Regions from separate parts of the Hordeum vulgare genome. Here regions 1 and 2 are each linked to region 3. Evidence: chromatin contacts called from public Hi-C data. All regions are on one chromosome and are shown on one strand. Each heading gives the region's core, a stretch centred on a gene start, on an enhancer-like site or on the middle of the called end of the contact. The rest is flanking DNA. Distances are from core to core; before and after follow the strand shown.

Evidence for each region. A called contact is a pair of places that touch in the nucleus more often than the background predicts.
Region 1: a contact with region 3 is called in a Hi-C map of leaf, with 3 times the contacts expected there. The contact joins the promoter of LOC123452187 here to the promoter of LOC123398323 in region 3. A contact is called at or near these places in 2 of 6 Hi-C or Micro-C datasets (both in leaf) and 1 of 1 datasets of contacts at active chromatin or transcription factors (embryo).
Region 2: a contact with region 3 is called in a Hi-C map of seedling, with 4 times the contacts expected there. The contact joins the promoter of LOC123452194 here to the promoter of LOC123398323 in region 3. A contact is called at or near these places in 4 of 6 Hi-C or Micro-C datasets (leaf and seedling) and 1 of 1 datasets of contacts at active chromatin or transcription factors (embryo).

Annotation. Positions count from the first base shown.
Region 1 is chr5H:525,429,154-525,433,174 of MorexV3_pseudomolecules_assembly, forward strand. It overlaps LOC123452187, which reads left to right and starts at 1,253. Exons shown (of 7, transcript XM_045128792.1): 1 at 1,253-1,399; 2 at 1,898-2,227; 3 at 2,319-2,438; 4 at 2,532-2,690; 5 at 3,052-3,224; 6 at 3,300-3,405; 7 at 3,479-3,769. The coding sequence starts at 1,985. The coding sequence ends at 3,508.
Region 2 is chr5H:525,808,318-525,812,742 of MorexV3_pseudomolecules_assembly, forward strand. It overlaps LOC123452194 (serine/threonine-protein kinase STY13-like), which reads left to right and starts at 2,449. Exons shown (of 3, transcript XM_045128802.1): 1 at 2,449-3,443. The coding sequence starts at 3,113.
Region 3 is chr5H:525,656,822-525,660,814 of MorexV3_pseudomolecules_assembly, forward strand. LOC123398323 (protein LIFEGUARD 2-like) reads left to right here and starts at 1,530. Exons shown (of 2, transcript XM_045092806.1): 1 at 1,530-2,020; 2 at 2,159-2,784. The coding sequence starts at 1,750. The coding sequence ends at 2,637.

The sequences.
Region 1 (4,021 bases), core at 3-2,502, 230 kb before region 3:
ACATTTGGCAACCCCAAAGTAACCATCTCTAGTATCAAGGTCTACGATATTAGCATGGTCTAAGAATGCAAGTAAACGTTAACACTCTATTTGAAAATACCGATGATAGATTGACGACATGATCTTATAGTATTTCGTAAGTTGGGTCTATCCACACTACTGCTAGTCTAACAATGTGTTCTTATTATTGCATGAACCCTTGTTACTTTAGAAATGCCAATAGTTAGGGAAACATAACTATCAACAATACATGATCTAGTCCAGAGGCATGACCAGGGAACTGTTTAGCGTTTCTTTCTACACATGCAACTAATTTTGCATCTGAATCTCATATTAAAGTACCATTGTCATTCTAGCATAGGAATGTGAATTTAATCATGAATACGGAAATAGAATAATAACACTTTTATTATTACCTCTATAACATGTGCTCAACAGGAAAACACCGAACCAAAGTGCAAGCTCTTTGCCTAGCTCCTACTGTTTCTGAAAGCCCTTATTACGGATCTCCTTGCTGCTCGTTGGTGGCCGCAAGAGGAGTCTTGCAACTCACGAAGTTTAAAATTAACAATCACCCTGCAAGATTTGTTTTTTTGTTGGAGGCATTGTTGCGAGCTGCCTTTCAATTGCTATATATTTGGCATTAGTTTTCTCATGTCTTCTTGTCTACGCCAACAATTTCTCAATCGTTACTTTTACAAGCTCCTGAATTTCAACTAGTTTTTTCTTTTCTGTTTGAACTCTCGTGCATTCGACTTGCTTGTGATGGCTTCGTGCATCATATCAAAGGTTTTGGCCAACACTCATTTGCACGCTGCACCAGGAGGCGCCAAGGAGTTTCGCCGGGTTTTTTTTTTTTTGCAGCCTATGGTCCACCGTCCGGCTGCCTTGAATTGTTCCTCTTCCAAAAACAAAACAAAAAATATTTATGCTTGCCTTGGCCTCTGATTTACTATTTCATCACCAAAGCGCTGCATGTTACGTCGACGCTAGTACCGGCAATATGGTCCTGGATTGTCCGTGTCGTGCTCAACTTTAGACGTGTGCTCATCTTTTTTTCTGAAGGGAAAAGATACAGAGGGAGCTTTTTTTTTAATCTCCTGGGCCACCAACGGGCCACGACTGAAAACATATGAAGTTTCAAAACAGATTCATCCGAGAGCGATGGGCTGCTCCCTGCGGGGTCCACGTCGCCGCCGGCCTCGCCAGTCATTTTTTATTGTGGCCCCTGAATTTCCCCTCCCTTCCCCACAACATTTCCGTCGCCGCTTCTTTTAACCAGTAAACCCTCGACGGTGTTTCTATTTTCACCTCCTCACCGCACAATCCCCTTCGCCGTCTTCCTGGCTGCGGATTCTCTCGTTCGGCTTCTTCCGGCAGCTCCCCGCCTCCTCCGGTGGTACTGATTCTTCTTCCCCAACACCTTTGCTTCCCTGTCTTTTGATCTGGTTCCGGTTGAACGGATTGATTTATCTGCATCTGTCCGATCCGGTACGCGCAGTATTTGGCTGTTTGGGGTTTGGATTTCTGGTCTGGAAGAATCTCCAGTTCCGTGTCATTTCCAAGATTTTCACTAGGCTGGGCTGTCTGCGGTCGAGAAATAGCCGAATTTGTGCGTGGGCCATTCACGAGCTACTGATTTGTACAACTTGATGCTTGCTGTCCATCTTGGTTATGCATATCCTCGTATGGCGCACTAAAGTAATCAACAGCATGGGAATCTCAAAATAAAAGGATGTCGTAGTATGTAGAGTGCTCTAGTAGCTTGTAAATTTTAAACTTTAAATTCAGTATGTGTTGCAAGAAGTAGAGAGGATCTTTGTGAGTAGTACAGCACCGGCAGTTTTCTGTTGCAATTTTCCTTATCTGTGGCTGATCAAATCATTCTCTATTGTAGACTTAAGTTGCCGGCGGCTTCTGAAATCCTGTCCAGTTGCCGGAGAAATGTGCGAGCACCTTGCCGCAGCTTGATGAGCGACCAGTCATGCCGGCGCTACACGGACCCGTTCTGTTCGTCAGGCCCGGTGCTTACCAAGAGCTGAAACCGTTCCCCAAAAACGCCGCTGGTTCGTGTAGCAATTTATTGGGTGGCAACGCAGTTTGTAGTTCCGTTGAAGGCCATCATGTACAGAAGCCACACATTGTTTCTAGCTTCAGAGTCAACTTTACCAGAGTCAGCCATTATCTTCAGAGAAGCTTAAATGAGAGAACTGCAAGGCACTGGCTGGTACGGTATGCTTATCCACTGACCTCCCATGTGTGATGTGTTGAATTCTCAATCACCTTTTGTTTATATTGAACCATTGTGTTGTGTGCAGCATCGGTTTCATGTTAATGCTTCATCGGATGAGGACTTCCGCTCATCGCGCAATATAGCGACCAGCCTATTCAAGCAGTATAAGAATGTCATTGATCGAGGAGGAGGAGATAACATAAAAGTACTGGTTCTTGTTGAGATTCTTCATTATTTGATGTGCTTGACATAATTTCTGTCCATAATAATCATAAAGTCTGTCTTTTAATGTTACCAGGGGTTTGTTAGTGCTGGAGTGCAGGCATATGCCCTAGGCTGTACAGAAGAGGGGCTTAGGAAGGAACTTCTGGATATCAAAGATTCTGGCGTCAAAATTGAAGGCCTACGATCCTATGGAGGAGGAACAAGCTTGAGCTTCAAAGTCAGTTCTTTTGAGGTTAGCACATTCTCAAACATGAATTAGACCACTTCAGTTAACAACTTGTACCATTTATGTCCAAATATCTTTGATCTAAACTATGCTCTGCTCTGTAGTATTCAGAGTCTTACACTCAAACCGACGAGTTTTGCTTTGATATATTCCATCACCATATCTTTACTTTCTTCTAAATATGTTAACGATTGTCGGTAGATGCAGTCCAACAAATCATATTTGGGAAAATATGAAGCTTGATATAAGGTATACCATTTAGGCTGTAGCCCAACAGAGGACATGTTCATCATTGTAAGCACCCTTCACAAGATCTTCGGTGTTCTCATTCCATTTGTCTCAACGATGGTTTTTTCATGTACTGTAGGTAAAGGAGTGCATCCTGTGGCTTAGTATAGTGTTCATTACAATCCTGTGCACACCGCAGCCAACGGTCATCAGGTGGTCCACTACCCCACCGGTGTCAGCCGACGTCTTGCATCAGTGGAAAGGATTTTGTGCGCTGATAGCAAACGCTTATTACACCAAGGGCATGGCATGGTAAGAAAGTTTTCTGTAAGCATTTTCTTCCCTTTTTGTCTAATGATCCTGACCGCATTCAAACCGGACATGCAGGCTGCCAGTGAAGACATTGCAGTTGGAACAGATGGCTGTGACAGGCAGTTCAGAGGAGCCATCAGTGGTCGCAAGTCGGATGCAGCTAGTTTTCAGCACATTAGAGGTTCGTAGCAGCGCCTTCGAATCTGCGGAAACTAGTCAAATGAAATTGCATCCTCATTGTTTCAACTCTGCAGGTAGTCAGCCCACAATGGCCAAGGGTGTGATGAAGGAAGTAAAAGCGTTATGATCATGCAAAGGCATGTGGGTTTACAGAAATCACATGTCTGAACCATATCCAGGGACGATGAATCTTCTTTTGTGATACTGAAGATAGTGAAGTAATTGCTCAATTCATGTATATAGAACCCACAGCTGCTGTAAATCTGCCTGATGCACCTTTGTCGTTTCCGCACGTTTTTGCTGTTTAATTTGCGAGAGATGTACGCATATTTCTTCAAGAATTAAGCTTGGTCTATTTGGTGTTATGATTTAGTGGTAGCAGATTTCTTCCTTTTCTTTCACTGCAACTCTGATCTACCATGTACGTATCGGAGTGTGTGTGTGGACTTCCATGGGTCCAACCATTGGTGTATACCCACTACTATCCCGCTAATGACCAATGGAGGCCGGGCTCCAGTGAGCTCGTTTTAAAAAAAACATATTTATACAGCGCAAAAAAAAAATCATTTTTTTTTGTACATATACAAATACATGTTTAACAGTTCCAGACCAATATG
Region 2 (4,425 bases), core at 1,199-3,698, 150 kb after region 3:
CGCGGTTCAGGTAAAAGAATTTCCTTAACAAAAGCACAGTAGGCTCTATCTGCAGGTAAGCCTCACAGAACACTTGGAATTGACACAAGTTCTTGATGGAGTTTGGCCCTAAGTCTTGAGGATGGAGGTTAAAAAATGCAAGGCGTCCCTGAAGAACTTTGAGCCGGGCGGTGTGAAGCCTCGCTCGAGGTGGTCGGCAAAAACGACTACTTCTCCTTCGGCGGGTTGAGGAATTTTCTCCCCAAAGGCAGTTCTCCACCCGATTGCCTCTTTGGGCGCAAGGTTACCCACTTTCACGAATTTTGCGAGATAAGCATCGTTGACTTCTATTGGCAGCCAGTTGCACTTAGAAATGGTACCCATAATTGCAAAGTTAAAAAAGAGGGGACGGAGATCTGCATAAGAAGGACTGGCGGGTTGTCAAGACCTATGGAATGGTAACTCGCCGGTCGAATAACTGAGAGCATGACTAAAAGGGAACTATGACTCGCCACAGCATTGAGGGCGGGTTGTGACTCTAAAAATTTCCTTGGAATATTCTTAATCGAGGACAAACATGTTTCCAATACCGAGAGATAATTTACGGATCTACAAGTGGTTATATTAAGGAGAATAATACTTGCAAAAATTCAGGTGCTAAGAACACAAAAACACTGTGAAACAGTGTGTGGATCTGTAAAACAATGCAGGAAGAATACAACTTGCTGGAGATTATGGTGGAACTACCGCAGTTTATTGCTAAGAGGAAGGATCTAAAACCATACTTAGACGGGCTAACGGTGCGAGGAACTAGCATTCATGGAGTTTCGATGCTACCCTAAGAAGGTTCGGGGTCTAGGTTTAATGGAGAAATGGAGGTTACCTAAAGAAGGAAGACGACGAGTGAAGAAGGCCGCGGAGGTTCTGCGCCGGAGACCGAGCCCCCGATCAGCTTGAGAAGCGGCTGGTCCGCGACAAAGGTTCGGCGATGGTGTGCTGGTCGTGATGCGAGCTCGAGGAAGAAGACGCAGCCGAGGAAATGGATAGAGGTAGGTGGGGATCCCCCTCCTCCCCCTGCTGCTACTTAAAGACCTAGGGCAGAATCGAAACGACAGGTGCGGGAATCGAGGAGCCACATTGAAAACCGGAAATGATGGCGCCTAGATTTTTGGGATGACATGATAAGACAAAAGATCCGTTGGGAGTGATGTCATCAAGATCCCAGAAATTGTGAGGAAGATGACGTTACCAACAAAGGACCTGGCGACTCATCACTTATTGAAGAAGAGCAGAGATCGTGTATGAGTCGCCGAAAACAAGTGTGAAGGTTTATTGGCATGAACAAATTCAAGTCAATCTGGAGCCTAATGTTAGGGATATTACCTGCGGTATAACCCGCCCTTTTGGGTCGGGTCAAGGAAAACGGCGACTCTACATTAACGGTCAAGATAAGCCTTGGCCCAAGGTCTGAGGAGACCTTGACAAAGGGCTGCCAGGGCCCGTGAGCTAGATGGCGGTTCAAGATTAAGAAGGAAGATAAGTCGCCAAGGAGGTTTCCTGACTTGGGAGACACGGCGACTTAGAGATATGAAAAGCCACGGTTTGTAACGTGGCTAGGACTTTGTAACCCCTAGGACCTCGACCTGTATATAAAGGTGAGTCTCTAGGGCAGATAGGCTAGGTTAGAATCCATTGAGAGCTAGGTCAGGCGAGTTACATCCTTCTTGTAATCGAATCCACCATCAATATACAAAAAGCAGGACTTAGGTTTTTACCTCCACAGAAGGGGCCGAACCTGGGTAAACCTGAGTCTCGTTTCCGCTCACCCTCTTTGAGTCGCTATCAAGGTGCGATGGCTCCATCACTAAATCCTTTCACAAGGACATGTGTCGTGACAAAACCACGACAGATAACGTGTGAAGGAGAAATGTGGTCAAAGAGATAAGGCGAGCCGGGGCATGTGTCGAGCAGCGCGAGCAGCTTATGTTTCTTCCATTATCATCCGACGAATTTTACACGGTTTCCATATATAAACTGTACTCATGCTATCAATCAATACAAGTTAATCATTTTCACTTAGACCAAAAACTACCAGAAAACAGAGAAATCCCATGACCGGTTCGCATAATTCATTCACAGTTTTGACCAATCCCATTAAAAACCCAACGAATTTTCCTATCCCCCGCTGCCATTTCCGCGGAAGAGATCACAACGTGTCACCATCATCGGAGACGCAGAAGCAGAGAGAACCAGAACGGAAGAGGTGAGGTGAGCCAAAGCGGGGCACGCACCTTCGCGGCGCACAACAGCAGAATATACCACTGCCGCCCTAGCGCACAGAGCGGGCGAGAGAGTCAACGGCCCATGGGGGCGAGGAACGGTCGCTGCGCCGCTCCGCTCCTGGATTCTGGCCAACGGAACGGGTAATAAACAAAACGGCCCTCCCCTTGCCTCTCGCCTCCCCGTCGCCGTCCATCCCCGTTCCCCGTCGCGCATTTCTAATCCCTCCCCCTCGCATTCCCGAATTAACAGCCCCCCTACGCGCCTCCCTCCTAAAAATAGGCAGATCTCGCCTCCCGTCGCGCCGGCTCCGCTCCTCCTCCTCGCCGCCGCCGCCGCCGCCGCCGCCTGCGATCCTCTTCCGACGACGAGGCCGCCGATCCGACCGGCATTCGTTCGTCCATCCTCCGCGGCTAATTCGATCCGCGCGCGGGTCTTCGCTCCGCTTTTGTCTGATTGCGATCTCTCCCCGCCGCGTCGTTTTCGTCTTACCCCACCCCGCCTCCACCCGCGCGGTTGATTCCTTTGTTGTTGCTTGCCTGCCTGCCTCGTTTGTTCCCATCTGCGACCGGGCGAGCTTGCGTCCGTCGGCGGGAGGTGGGTGGAGTGGATAGATAGGTCCGGAGCCAGCCGAGGATCGCCATTACGGTCCAAGCCGATCGGGCGTCACGCACGCGCCCGGCTTTAAATCCTTTCCTCCCCATCCATCCCATGGGCGGACACAGGATCGATCCGGGCCACCTCCTCTCCGCGGTCCGGGCGTAGGCGCCGCATTAGCTGCGATCTAGCTAGCTAGCCGGCACGGAAAGGGGGGAGATCGGTTTACCGATCGATCCGTCGGCCGGGCGATCTGATGAACTCCCTCACGGCCACCGGCAGCAGCAGCGGCGCCGGCGCCAGCGGCAGCCGCAGCTTCGGCAGCAGCGGCGGCGTCGAGATGAGGGCGGCCGACGGCGAGGGTTACCTGCGGGCCGACGGCTTCGACCTCGTCAACCTCGACATGCAGCTCGAGAAGACGCGCTCCAAGGTCTGGCTGGATCAGCAGCGGGGCGCCTCCCCCGCGCAGCCGGGGGAGCTCCTCGAGTGGGAGATCGACCTCGCCAAGCTCGACATCCAGAACCAGGTCGCCAGCGGCACCTTCGGCGTCGTCTACCGCGGCACCTACGACGGCAACGACGTCGCAGGTGAAACAAATCAAACGCGCTCCCCCCCTCTATCGCCTGTATCATTCAATCATGTGTCTCTTCTAGTAGTCTGTTTCGCCTGATTGCCATCTGCTTCATACAGTAGTATTTTTCTTTTCTCAAAGCAATTTAGGATGGCGAGAGATCTGGGTCGTGCTTGGTTTGCAGCCCCTGCTACACTAGCTTTCTCACCCAAAAAAAGGAAACTCGCAAGCCAATGCCAAATATTAGGCTAATGATTGTATGGTGGCCAAATCATTGGCTTGCCCATTTCAAGTTGCATGTCTCTCACCACTTACCAACCAATTGAGGCAACTAGTTCATAGTAAAAGTTATCAAACGCTGGCAAGTTTTGACATTGCAAATCTTGACTTGCCCATTGCCAAAAAAAAAATATATTATTGGGGCTGCAAGTCAAGCACACCCTTAATGCTGCCATGTTATCAACAATATTGGGGATGCACTCACAATTCATTGTAATGAAATTGTCAGGATGTTTTCATAACTAATCTAGTGATACCCTTGTCCAAATAAGTTTTCATAGGTTAGTGTTAAATTTAAAAAGGTTTATTGATTGTGTTTTAAGACGTGTAGAATGTATTGTTAGATATGTCAACATTTTAAATTGACATGGCAGCAATTGCTAAAAGAGAGATTGATGGCTTCACATAGTAATTCCATGCGGTACCTTGTTATCACCATAGTTGGTATTGAGTGATGTATGTGTAATGAGTGGTGGAAGGGACGGAGAAGGTGATTGGGGGGGGGGGGCAGGGGGCGTGTCGGTATACTAGGAACATGATAGGTTGCCAGTTTTGTCGTTGTAAAGGTATTAGCCGTTGTGAAGGGGCCGAGAAGGTGACGGGGGAAGCATGCCGGTATAGTAGGAACATGTTTGGTTGCCTTTGTGGAAGGAGCGGAGAAGGCGACGGGGGAAGCATGTCGGTATACGAGGAACATGGTTGGGTGCCGGTTTTGTCGT
Region 3 (3,993 bases), core at 280-2,779:
TTCCGAAAATCTTTCTGCTTTTTTCAAAAAATATTCTGTATTTTCTATAAATGTTCGGTATTTTCGAAAAATGTTTTTACTTTTGAGAAAAATGTTCTGGATTTTCAATATATGTTCTAGATTTTCAAAAAATGTTCTATATGTTTTAAAATGTATTTGAAAAATGTTCTTGTTTTTCGAAATTTGTTCTCAAGATTAAAAAATGTTCGTGTTTTCAAAACAAAATCACGTTTATGAATTTGTTCAGTATTTTTAAAAAAATTCTCATTTTTAAATTTTGTTCTAACGATTCAAAAAATGTTCACGCTTCCAAATTTGTTCCTGGTTTCCAAAATTGTTCTCCGTTTCAAAAAATTATTCTCAAGATTCAATAAATGTTTATACTTTAAAAAAAATCGCTGTCCCAAATTTGTTCAACATTTTTCACAATTGTTCTTGATTTTAAAATTTGTTCTCAATATTTAAAAATGTTCGTCCTTTAAAAAATTATTCATGCTTTCAAATTTGTTCTCTGGTTTAAAAAACATTCATGTTCTTGAAAAATGATTGAGAAATTCAACGATTGTTTGTTTTGACCAAAAAAGAAAAAAGGAAAACGGGAAGAAAAACGAGCCAAAAAAGGAAAAAATGAAATAAGCAGAAAACGAAAAAAAAGAAGAAAAAATGAAGTTATCCGATTTTTTTAGACAAAAAAAATTGGTCCGGTCCAGTGGGAGCGAGCCCCTGCCGCAACGAGCGGCAGGTAGGAGTTCAAACCGAACCGTGCCTGACACGATTAGGACGGACCTAGCCGGCCCGACAGATCGGCCCATTTGGCCGAGTCTACCATGAGAACGCTTTTTTTAGAGGAAATTCGTCGCTTTATTAACTCAGCTTAAAACAAGTCTGGGGTCTCATCTGAGACCACATCAAAAATAAAATTCGGTGGAATCATAAGCCACATTTTACAAAGATCCTCCGCAACACCTATTCTAGCTAATTTAAGCGCTGCAGAATTCACAAATCTTCGTACCCACGTCACTTTCACCTCATCGAAGAAGTGGAACATCGCTTTGATCGCCTTCGCCCTTGGGCCAACCGCAGATTTGCCCATGAGGACGCTCTGCGCCGTTGCCACAGGCATGGTTTGAGTTGCTGTTTTTTTTTCCTCATTAAAAAAAGTTGCTGTTTTTTTTCGGGAAGTTTGAGTTACTGTTTTTTAAGGATTTTTGTAGAGTAGTACTAACTGTTATGAAACTGGAGGGTTTAATTTTGCAAAGCAGGCCTATAAATAGGTCGCGCGATACTTGGAAAGAGAAGGCAGGTAATCACCTGAAGGAAGCAAACCACGGATAACCCTCGTCAGTAGGCAAAGGCAACGCACATATTTTGCGGCACAGCTTTCTCCCCCCCTCCAGACGCCACCAGAGACCAACCAGACTTACCAGAAGGTCAGCCATCCCGGCAGGCCCCACGCGTCAGCCTCCCGGAACCGCCACACACGACCCCCAACCGCCGAGAAGCCTCCTGAACCTTCATTTCCTCTCCCGCGCCATCCTCCGTCCCGTCTTGTCCCCTCCCCTCTCCTCTCTTCTCCTTAAAACTCTCCGCCCCACGCCAGCCCTCACCGCACCGCCGCACAACCGCACCGGGAAAGGAACCAAGGCGACACGTGCTCTGCTCCGGGACCCCGAGCCATCCCATTCGATCCGCGCACCGTCGTCGTAGAGGAGAGGGAAAGGGAAGGTAGACCGAAGAACGCCGACGACGATGTATTTCCGGCCGCCGCCCAAGGGCCCCGAGTGGGGCGGCGACGCGGAGGCCGGGCAGGCGGCTCGGCCGCTGTACCCGATGATGCTGGAGAGCCCGCAGCTGCGCTGGGCCTTCGTCCGCAAGGTGTACACCATCCTCTCCATCCAGATGCTGCTCACCATCGCCGTCGCCTCCGTCGTCGTCTTCGTGCGCCCCGTCGCGCTCTTCTTCGTCTCCTCTCCCGCCGGCTTCGGGCTCTACATCTTCCTCATCATCCTCCCGTTCATCGGTACGTCCCCTTTCCTTACGTTATGCGACGCGCGCGCGATCTCAAACCAATCCTTCGTTGCCATGCATGCTCTGTTTCCTTCGATTCGATGTGTGTGACTGTCGCTCACCGTGCCCGGCCGTGTGTTTGGAACCGCAGTGCTGTGTCCTCTGTACTACTACTACCAGCGGCACCCGGTGAACCTGCTGCTGCTGGCGCTCTTCACGGTGGCCATCAGCTTCGCGGTGGGGCTCACCTGCGCCTTCACCAAGGGGGAGGTGATCCTGGAGTCGGCCATCCTGACGGCGGTGGTGGTGGTGAGCCTGACGGCGTACACCTTCTGGGCGGCGAGCCGCGGGCACGACTTCAACTTCCTGGGCCCGTTCCTGTTCGCGGCGGTGATGATCCTCATGGTGTTCGCGCTCATCCAGGCATTCTTCCCGCTGGGCCGCATCTCGCTCATGGTCTACGGCGGGCTGGCCGCGCTCGTCTTCTGCGGCTACATCATCTACGACACCGACAACCTCATCAAGCGCTACTCCTACGACGAGTACGTCTGGGCCGCCGTCGCGCTCTACCTCGACGTCATCAACCTCTTCCTCTCCCTGCTCACCCTCTTCAGGGCGTCCGATTCCTGAAGTGCCTGCCTTGCCTGCATCAACCCCCTGCCCTGTAGCGTAGCCCCTCCTCCTGTCCTAATCCTTCCCCTGCCATTACATTACGAATCTGCTTTGCTTGTGTGTGAAACAATTTATTGTAAGTTAATTTTGACTTGCTTTACATAATTTGGTCTATGTAGCATCGTAATTTGCCAAGATTGCTGAATGGGATGGAATTCAGGAGCAGCTACTGCTAGCTAGTTGGCTCTCCTGTTTTAGCTGTGCGTCTGCCTCTGGTAAAATGTTATGCAAGTTCTCTTGGCATCCATCATCTTATCTTGCGCCTTGCGGGTTTGGACGTGTTGTCGTCGACGCTAGCTGCGGGGTGAGGAAGCCAGGGACAGAATCGTGTGCGCCTGCGTTCCTCGGCGTGGGCGCTTGGGCCATCTAGAATTATACTGCTCCATTACTATGGGTCCGTTTCTGTCGAGCGAGATCGACCTGCCGTGGGGCACGTTCACTACTCTCTCCCTTCTTTCGTGTCACAGTTTATAAGACATCACATGTAGGTAGATAGTTAATTTGACTCACATAAAATATATTGTTTAACATAAAAAATATATCATTAAAAAAATGTAAAGTTTCTAATGATATTTTTTAATATATGTCTCTCATTAAGTTGGTAAATTGACGACCTAGATACACGTGCCGGACTTATAAACTACTTCCTTACTTATAAACTACTTCCTTCGTTCTTAAATATACCTCTTTCTAGAGGTCCTAAATATAAGAGGTTTCATTAGTGAATTTTTATTAGTGAATTACATAGGAATGTATATCGATACATTTTAGAGTGTAGACTCATCCATTTTATTTTGTATGTAGACCCAGACTTATATTTAGAAACGGAGGGAGTAAAAATTTTCCATCGTAATATTTGTCTCATTTATATCGTCCTAACCTGACAAAACTAAAAATGCAACAAAACTAAAAAAGCAACGTAACGCTAGCAAATACTACCAAGAATTGCACAAGATCGAAGAATCCCCTAAATTTAACATCAGTGCCGTTATCTGCCTCCGACGCCACTATAACGCCCCCCAAAGAAAATAATAACGAATCACATCCAAATTGAGGTCACTGCCGTTGAATGTGAGGCAACACCTCAAATACAAGCTTCAGATCTGACATCCGTATGAATAAGATTGAACACTGTCGTGATTATGGAGCGTGAAGATCTGACATCCGTATGAATAAGATCGAACACTGTCGTGATTATGGAGCGTGAGGACACAAATCCATCACGAGGGATTCGTCACTGCCACGTTATTCTTATTTGAACTCCTCACAAATCCATCACGAGGGATTCGTCACTGCCACGTTATTCTTATTTGC